Regions from separate parts of the Arachis hypogaea genome. Here region 2 is linked to region 1. A link is a contact called in public Hi-C data. All regions are on one chromosome and are shown on one strand. Each heading gives the region's core, a stretch centred on a gene start, on an enhancer-like site or on the middle of the called end of the contact. The rest is flanking DNA. Distances are from core to core; before and after follow the strand shown. Region 1 holds the start of LOC112779436 (protein SIEVE ELEMENT OCCLUSION B). Region 2 holds the start of LOC112777313 (serine/threonine-protein phosphatase PP1 isozyme 2).

What was found. Hi-C and Micro-C count contacts between places; a contact is called where the count stands out from the background.
Region 2: a Hi-C map of leaf shows a contact between it and region 1, with 3 times the contacts expected there. The contact joins the promoter of LOC112777313 here to the promoter of LOC112779436 in region 1. A contact is called at or near these places in 2 of 8 Hi-C or Micro-C datasets (both in leaf).

Annotation. Positions count from the first base shown.
Region 1 is chr19:126,907,697-126,912,530 of arahy.Tifrunner.gnm2.J5K5, forward strand. LOC112779436 (protein SIEVE ELEMENT OCCLUSION B) reads right to left here and starts at 2,887. Exons shown (of 7, transcript XM_025823702.2): 1 at 2,009-2,887; 2 at 1,783-1,875; 3 at 1,087-1,532; 4 at 914-1,008. The coding sequence starts at 2,233. It overlaps LOC112778714 (protein SIEVE ELEMENT OCCLUSION B), which reads right to left. Exons shown (of 8, transcript XM_072228044.1): 7 at 4,748-4,834; 8 at 3,530-3,991. The coding sequence ends at 3,919.
Region 2 is chr19:127,518,466-127,523,299 of arahy.Tifrunner.gnm2.J5K5, forward strand. LOC112777313 (serine/threonine-protein phosphatase PP1 isozyme 2) reads right to left here and starts at 2,017. Exons shown (of 4, transcript XM_025821658.3): 1 at 654-2,017; 2 at 10-569. The coding sequence starts at 828.

The sequences.
Region 1 (4,834 bases), core at 1,637-4,136:
ATACACTTTAATTTAATCCATTTGATTAAATATTTTTTAATAATTATTAATATATATTTAATTTAAATTTTTTATATATTTTATGATTAATGATAAATAATTAAAAATAAATAAAACTTATTATTTTAATAATAAATATATTATTATTATTATTATTATTATTATTATTACTACGTAATATAAAATATTTAGTCTAAAATTTTTATATATTTCATGATTAATGATAAAAATTAAAAATAAATAAATATATTATAATAATAAATGTTTTTTATTTTATATTTTTACTACTATAATAATATTAATAATAATATAAAATATATATATTCCTATTAATGTAGTAAATTTTAATTATTTTTAAAATTTTTTATTAATCATAAAATATATAAAAATAAATAAATAAAAACTATAATAATAATAATAATAATAAGTATATATTTTATATATTTTTTGAAATAATCAAATAATTATCACTAATTTATATATAAAAATAATTATTAAAAAATATTTTAATCAAATAGATAAGAATGTATGTATTTAATTCTTAGAAAAAAAGACACTATATATATATTTTTTAAATAGAAAAAAGGAGAATGTGATTTAGACAAAAAAAAAATTCATTTCTCAAAATAATAATACCTAGCATTTTTGTGTCGATCAAACTCGAGAATTAACACGTCCTATTCGATCATTTATTAAATAGTAGTGAAAAAATCATGTTAGCTAAGGAGGAATTAAAGTGTGTCCATGAGTTCTTCACTAAAATTTAATAGTAACTTTATTACTTATTATTGCATTTCACCGGTTTCGATGAATAATAATAACTCTCCGTTTGTAACACATCCATATATATAGAGTATGTACTAGGATCATTATTAACTAGTGACTAGTCTAGTAGTATTCTGTTACTACTGACCAATTTGGTGTCTGCAGAGCGCGATGTGCTTCCTCAGTTTGCTGAGTACCACGTTGATCTTTTGACCGTAATGGTATAATTCCTGTTTCTCCTCCCTGAAATCAACCAACAATTTTGTTGCTGTTGATGACAAAATATGTGTAACCAGTAATTAGTGGAAGAATTTAACTTACGAATCAGTTGTGAGACATTCAATCTGAGTGACAATAGTAACAAGAGTGATGATACACCAATACACATCAATTGGGATATGCTCCCTAGCAGGAAGCAAAGCAGGCACATCTTTAGTGTCATAAGAAGAGAGCTTCTCCAACTCAACTATCAACTCAATCACTTGCAATGTCGCTTTCACCAGATTGTTGACCTCAGTGATGGCTTCACGGTGCTTCTGCAAATTCGCAGGCCGTATGAGCAGTGGAACTCTCTTCATCACTGCCACTGATTTCGCCAAAACATCTGTTTGTAGATGCTGAGATAGCAGCCAGAAATCACCATATTCAACTGCCAAAGCAGCAAGTGTGAGCACTGCTTTCGCATCCCATTCGTAGTGTGAGAGCTTATGGAGAATGGCCACTGCAGTTTCGTGAGCAGTTTCCTCACCGGCAGCCTTGCAACACATCTGCCACGTCATAATAATATTACTAGAGACATATAACTATTCATGTAATTGCTTTTGCAAGTTTAAAAAAAGAAAATATATCCAAAAAATTTATGTTAATTCAAAAGAGATCTTGTGTGAAATAAAATATTATAGATATAACTATAAATTTTGTAGAAAAATAGTTTTATGATATATATAAATATAAATAAGAGTAAGTGACTTAGTTGATTCAACATCCAATTAAAGAAAAAAAAAAGTGAATTATTACCTCAAATGAAATTTGCTTGAGTGTGCAATAAGGTGAATTGAAATTGGGTTGGAGAATCTTTTCATCAATCTCCTCCATGCTTGATTTGGAACCCTGCCAGAGGATTTATCACAAGTGGATATACATATATTATATATAGGACAATCAAAGAACGTAGCATAAAATAAACGGAAACATTGGGAAATAGATAATGAAATCTAATTAGAAAGAAGAAAATATAATGAACCTGCACAAGGTCGTCCAAAATGGAGGTTGAACGGATAAGGGTATTGTGGACAAGAGTGAAGAGAGGATCGACCTCAAACTTAGTGTCACTATGAACATGAGTTGAGTAGATTAATTCCAAGATGTGCTCGTCCGACATGGCTAATGGATTATGCTCCTTCTCCTCTTTGTGATTGTGATGATGGAGTAGAGACTTCAGTGACAGCTTATGATGATGATGAGCCATTATGGTCCTCCTTAGCTTGATTGATTTCTTGCTGCACCCTGCTTATACTTGATGATTGTACTCCCTTATTAGCTTATTTATAGCATGAAAGATATGCTTGAGCAAGGTAACAAAGTTTTAGAAATATATTTTTATTTCATTTATTAATTAGTAAAATGATATGATTAATTCATTCAAACATTCTTGATTGATTTTTTTTCTTTATCTTTAATTCAAAGTCATTTGTTAAAAACTTTACTTTTGGCCTTTGGAAAAGAAATTCTGTGGATCAACTTAGGAGAAAAATCTTCAATCAATTACTTAAGTAAATATTTACAATAATAAGTATAATTCAATTTTCATAAAAAAAATTCACAGACATTCAATTGTGTATTGAATATGCCGGAAACTCATGTGCAATCGATTTTACGTAAAATTGGTAACTGAGAGCGGTTAAATGATTTTATTAATTTGACTAAATTTTCATTTAACGGTTCTCAACTATCAACTTCACGTAAAGTCGACTGCACCTGAGTTTCGACCATTGAATATTGATGCATGCAAAATTTTAGATAGCCAATACTTTTTTTCTATTTTTGTTTTACATTTGAATTAATTCTAGCTAATTCTCTTCTTTATAACTAGAAGTGTAGATTCTTAATATTTTCAGATAATGAGTTTAAATGTTGTTAATATTATATATTTATGGTAAACTTCAACTCTGAGACTTGATCTCAACAACAATAACATTCAATAAAAATAAATAAATGTATGAAACTGCCCCAATACGAAGCACATAAGAAACGTATAACAAGAAGTTTAATGGAATTCTGAAGTCATTGATGACCAAGCATTAGTAAAAAACATAGGCTTTGCAAATTGCAATTATCTTATTTTATTTATATATTGTTTTCCTATTTTCTGAGGGGCATAAACCAGGAATTTGTTGGGGGTAGGTTTCAAGTGGGTTGCGATGAAATTTTTAGGAAATTATGATTATCAGTGATTATATAGGCTGTCATTGCTAGTTTATGTGTTTGGCTTAGTTTCCTTTTTCTTGTCTTTTGTGGTCTCTTAACGTATGTTCTTGTGTCATTACTCGTGTGTTTGAAAATTTTAGACCATTTTAAATGGTACTATGCTGAAGATTCAAGAACGAGGATTTTGAATGAAGGCTCTAGCAGCCTTACTTTTTGATGAAATCATTAACGCCAATGTATTAGGTAGCAGAGGAATGGAATAATACTCTTGGAAAGATCTGAATGATAATATAAGTTGCATGCATCAGAAAACGGAAAATACTTAACTAATAAGTGGACAGATTATAATCTCTTACACTATATATTTACTCTTAATTACTACGTATATATGAAGTCACAAATCTATACTTGACACATTAATAAACAATGTCACAAATCACAACGCCTATTTATAGACTATATAAATCGGTGAAGTTACCTACTTCCATCCCCTGGTTTACAAATTACAATGTCTTGTGGAGTAGTCCTAGCTTATGTCCTTGGCTTTATGTGCCTAGCTTGTACCTTCTAGCTTATGTTGCATCTAAGACCTCCACATAATAAATATATATTTACACTTGCTCCACTACCACCGTAAATAAATAAACAAAAGTTGGTGGAATCTTCATGCATGTGCAAAGGAAATTTTATTAGTTACTGTCTTGTGACTCTTCATGGGTTCATTATTTATGAATCCTTTTTCCAGAGCCTCCTTAAGCTGGTTCCAGCAGCGGAGGCGAGACCAAGCAATCTTTTCTTTCTGAAACACAATAATTTTATGAAATTAAAAAAAAGCTATGACACAAAAGTAAATGAAGTACTGTTTCTGATTAGGATCTTGATTTGTAGACACACATCTCATAACAGTATAATTAATAATATGAAAAAAACAAGGTAATATCTACTTTATGTAATAGAAAACGTTTTCAAGTATTCTACAGTTTTAGGTATTATGATTGAGATTAATGACTAAAAATACTAGAATATTTAAAATTATCATACGCTTGAAATACTTCCTATGTAATATATAATGTGTATTGAAAAGAATTTATCATAAAAACTTTTATTCATAAAAACAAATTTATTATTTTCAAGACTTAAAATATAAATTCTAATACACATTTATTAAACAAAAGGCTGAATTAACAGCAAATAAGTACCTATTAAGATATAGTATAAAGATATTTGCAACTTTAGTGTAGTAAGATAAAGATCAACCTTAATTCAATTCAGTTCCAACACTCAAGATAAGCAGCAACGTACAGAATACATGAAAAAACACACAATTGCTCTTATTTTAATGGACACACTAGGAACAATTTCCCTCAGAGTTGCATCTCATAATTAACAAAATGAAAGTTTCTAATGTGCATCATTACTACTGATAACAACATTATTATTGTCATTGTGGCAGCACTTATAAGTTATGAAAATGTCCATAATCCTGGGACAATCAGGGCATTTTATGGCCTCAGGTAACTTGCCAGCAATGTTTTGAATCTCAAACTGTGCGCACCTGTGAGTGGAGCGCACAATCCTCTCATGATACTCTCTGAATGAAGTCTCAAACCCCTTCTTCCTCACAACCTCTTTCCACTTCTCA
Region 2 (4,834 bases), core at 767-3,266, 610 kb after region 1:
ATACGAAACCTGATGTGCTCTACAGATCAAATCAAGATCATGCTTCCTCAGAAACTCAGTGACCCTATCAGGGCCGAAAGTACACGAAACTCCGCGTTCGCTTCCTCCCCAGCCTTGAATGTCTCCGCAGGGATCAGACCAGAGAAGATCACATAGCAGACCACTGTCGGGCACTTGGACCGGACGGCGCAAAGTCCTTATCCGGTTCAAGTTGTGCAATTCAGGGGAGAGTCCACCATGCATGCAGAGTATCTTGTCGTCGATAAGAGCCGCCACGGGCAAGCAGTTGAAGCAATCCGTGAATGTTTTCCACAGCTTCACACTGTATCTTCTCTTGCATTCGTCGTAGAAACCGTAGATACGGTTTATGGAAGCGCATTCATGGTTTCCCCTGAGGAGGAAAATGTTCTGAGGGTATTTGATTTTGTATGCTAGAAGAAGAGATATTGTCTCAAGACTTTGGTTTCCGCGATCAACGTAGTCTCCTAAGAATAAGTAATTGGAACGAGGTGGGAAGCCACCATTTTCAAAGATTCTCAGAAGATCATAATATTGACCATGGATATCCCCTGGTTCATTGAAATAATTGCAATTAGTAGTTATTCTGCTTTGCCATAGTCATCACTATTTCATACTTAGGAAGAGAAACATACCACAGATCTTGATTGGTGCATCAAGTTCCAAAAGGTTAGGTTGTCTCAAGAAGATGTCCTTGGAGACAAGGCATAGCTGCCTGATCTCAGCCTCAGAAAGCTGCACTTGCTTCCCCGGTTTGCCTCTTATTTCTAGAAGCCTGTTGATTATGCCATCCACAACCCCACGTTCCATTTTTCTTCTTCTTTCAAACTTTATTAATATGTGTGTCACAAAAACAAGTGCTAAAAAAGGACAACACAACAAACAACAAACAACCAAAAACCGTTTTATGTTATGGGGTTGGGGTGTGTTACGTTTCTTACATTTATATTGCCATCATCCTCATCATGGCATGGAGAACGATTGAGTTTGAAAACAATTATAAAGACGCGAATTATTATCACTTTAGCTCTCTTTTTTAAGATAAAGATAAGGATGCCTTTATTGCTTTATGAGTTTTGTGGTTTGCATAAATAAGTGTTTATTTGTGTTTTATGGTTGATATATAGTGGTTAATTCATTATATATATATATATATGGGGTTAAGGGTGGCCGTTGAAAGCTGAAAAAGCTAGGGAAGCATATATTCGGATTAATATTAATGAGTACTAGATTTCAAATGAAGGGGAATGGAAGATTGTGAGAGGGAAATTATGTATATACCCTACTTAATGTTGTAGAATAAGTATATAAAATGAAGCACTGATTTAATGATCATTACTAAACTAAGTGTACACTAAATTTAATTATTTATGTAAAATATATATTAAAATATAAAATATATATTAAAAATAAATTAAAATACATATTTATACATAGATATATAATAATTAATTTTAATGTGCAGTTAACACTTTTTAGTTATTTAAATATACAACTATTGACTATAGTTATAATTTTATAATACAAAAAGAAAAGAAAAGAAAGTAAGAAGAGGAAGAATATGATGTAATATGAGTGGGGAAGTGTTTGTGGTGGTGAGTGGGCCCTAGAGAAGAAGGGACCTAATGGGAAGTTGAAAAGGGGAAAGATGGAAGACAAATAATAAGGAGAACGCCGAAGGGGTTGATGCATGACGCGGTTTGAATTTGCATACGAAAAGGTTTAGGGCCAGCAATTTTTATATTTTGTGGTTAGTATTTAATTATCAAAAAAAAAGTGAGTGATCTTTTATTATTAAATGTAATCTCATACCATTAAAAATATTATTAATAACCAATTAATGATTATAAAATATAAAAATTACTGACCTCTAACACTCCTCATTTGCAGATAGTGGCAAATTGGTTTGGTAGCTTGCATGCTAAGGTATGGGGCACTTGTTCTCTCTGTCTTGTGCCAAACTAAGAAAGCGAGAAGCCGAGAACACAAGTTGATTGTCTAACACTACCCGCCATCCACACATATATCTAGTGGTCATGGTTTTCTAGGAAACTTCTCTTTGCTAACTAATTAATCAATCATAATTCTTACCATCCGAATAGAGAACCAACAAAAGGTGCAGTTGATTGTAGCCATTAGTAGTTTTTTTATTTTTTCTTTTTAATTTGTTCAAAAAGAATGTAAATTCAAATTATCATAAAAAATATTTAAAATTTAATAAAAAAAATTTAAAATTTTTAAAAATTTAATCTTAATAATAACAATTATGTAAAATTATTTTAAAATTTTATTTTAAATATTTCAAAATCATTTTTAAAATTTTAGAATTTATTTTAAACATTCAATTATTTTTTAAATTCTAAAATTTATTTAAAAAATTCCAAAATTATTTCTAAAATCATCTTATAATTTTTTAAATTAATTTTAAAAATTCAAAATCATCTTAAAAATGTTACAATTTATTTCAAAAAAATTCTAAAAGTATTTTAAAAATTTTTAATAGAAAAAATCTGAAACGTAATTAAAAAAATCTAAAACCTAACAAAAAAGAAATATTCAAAATTATTTTAAAAATTTCAAAACATAATAGAATGAGACATCTAAAAAATATTTAAAAAATATGAAAAAATTAAGAAAAAACATCTAAAATTATTTAAAAAATCATCCAAAATTCAAAACAAAACAAAAAAAAATCGAAACATAAGAAAAAAATATCCAAAACTTAGGAAAAAGAAACATCAAAAACCAATAAAAAGAATAATGCAAAACCAAACAAGAAAAAATCCAAAACATAACAAAACCTAGCAAAAAACAAGATAACCGAAACCTTTTAAAAAAATTTTTGGAAAGAACATCAATTCAAATTATCATGAGAAATATCCAAAACTTAATGAAAAAATATCAAAATTTTAGAAATAAATCTAAATATTTAAAAAAGTCCAAAATTTAATAAAATGAGACATCCAAAATTATTAGAAAAGAAACATCTGATAACTTAAAAAAGAAACATCCAAAACTATAAAAAAAATTCTAAAATCAAAGAGGAAAAAATCCAAAACAAAGAAGAAGAAAGGCGTCGCCGTAGCAACAGGCACAAGGTGAAGAAGAAGTCACGACAGACCCGAAATGAAAAAGAAGAAGAAGAAAGTCATCGTCGGCAACCTGTGACTCGTGCGGATGGAGGGGAAAGTCCGCGATGACGATGACGATGACGAGGTGGGGGATGCACTGCGTGGATGGCGCGAGCGTCTTCCTCACTAATTCTTCTTTCACGAGCGCCCCTGCGTGAACGGCAATGAAGGCAGTGGTTGCCACTGCGGCTGATTCCATCACGGAGAAGGGATGATAAATCTCTGACCGACGCAGCGACAGCTTTCTTCTATTTGCGAGGGCACAACTAGAAAATTGCTTAATACAGATAGATTTAGTCTTTATTACAGACGGATTTTTGGTTACCGACGAAATTACCGACGGATTTTGTCCCTCTGTAAAAGCCTCGTTGGAAATTATTTACTGACGGATTTTTTCGTCGGAAAATTACCGACGGATTTTTACCAGTTACCGACAAATTTTTTCTCGGTAAATTCTCCCCTCTATTTCCCTGAAACGTCGAACTTTTTGACAAATTTTTCCTCGGTAATTAGAGACGGATTTTCCGTCGGTAATTAGCAACAGATTTTTTGACGGATTTTCTGTCGGTAATTGGAGCCTTGAAAAATCACTCCAAACTCTGAATACAGATAGAAAATCTGTCTGTAAATCTGTTAGTAAGGTAAAATAATTTTTTTTTAGATTTTTTAATTACAAAATAAACCTATTTTCATACAAAATAAATATAAATTTAATAAATACAAATTTTTGTCTAATTTGTATTCGAATATTTATAATACTTCAAAAATAAACAAATTCATCGTATTATCAAACTAAGAAAAGTACTATAAACAAGCAAGTCAATATAATTCAAAACATAAACAAAGTGTATTGATACATCAACTATAATTCTCAGTGTATTGTTCAACCGTACTAAATTTATCAGCTATAATTCATAACATTGTATTATATGAGAAAAATTACATTATGCAAATCTCTACAAGTCAATCAACCAGTATATCCCGCGCATGCTTTGAGTAATGTCGTGTTGCTTTATATCTCTTAATGAAATTGGAAAAGGGATACACTTCTTGCCTGAAAATATTTCAAAATTCTGCATGTCAGTAAAAGTACACAGCAGTGAAAAATACATGAAAAAACGTCAATAGTAAAAGTTATTCAAAAAATGGCATTTATAACGCCAAGCGGCACCTACTACTACAAGGTAATGCAGTTCGGGTTAAAAAATGCGGGAGCAACTTATCAAAGGCTAATGAGTAAAGTCTTCAACGAACTCATCGGAAAGTCAGTAGAGGTGTATATGGACGACATCCTGGTAAAGACCAGCAAGTCAGAAGACCTAGTTGGGGACCTAAAGACCGTGTTCGCGTCCCTCCGATGACACAATATGAGACTTAACCCCCTCAAGTGCGCCTTCGCCATGGAGGCCAGAAAGTTCTTGGGATTCATGATAACCCAGAGGGGAGTAGAAGCCAACCCTTAGAAGTGCAAAGCGATTTTGCGAATGACGAGCCCGGGGTGCATTAAAGACGTGCAGAGATTGGCCGGAAGACTTACGGCCCTATCCCGTTTTCTCGGTGCATCGGCAGCCAAAGCCCTTCCATTCTTCATTTTGATGAAAAAGGGATAGGTTTCAAGTGGACCCCAGTATGCGAGGAGGCTTTCAACCATTTCAAGAGCATACTCTCGGCACCCCCAGTTCTCG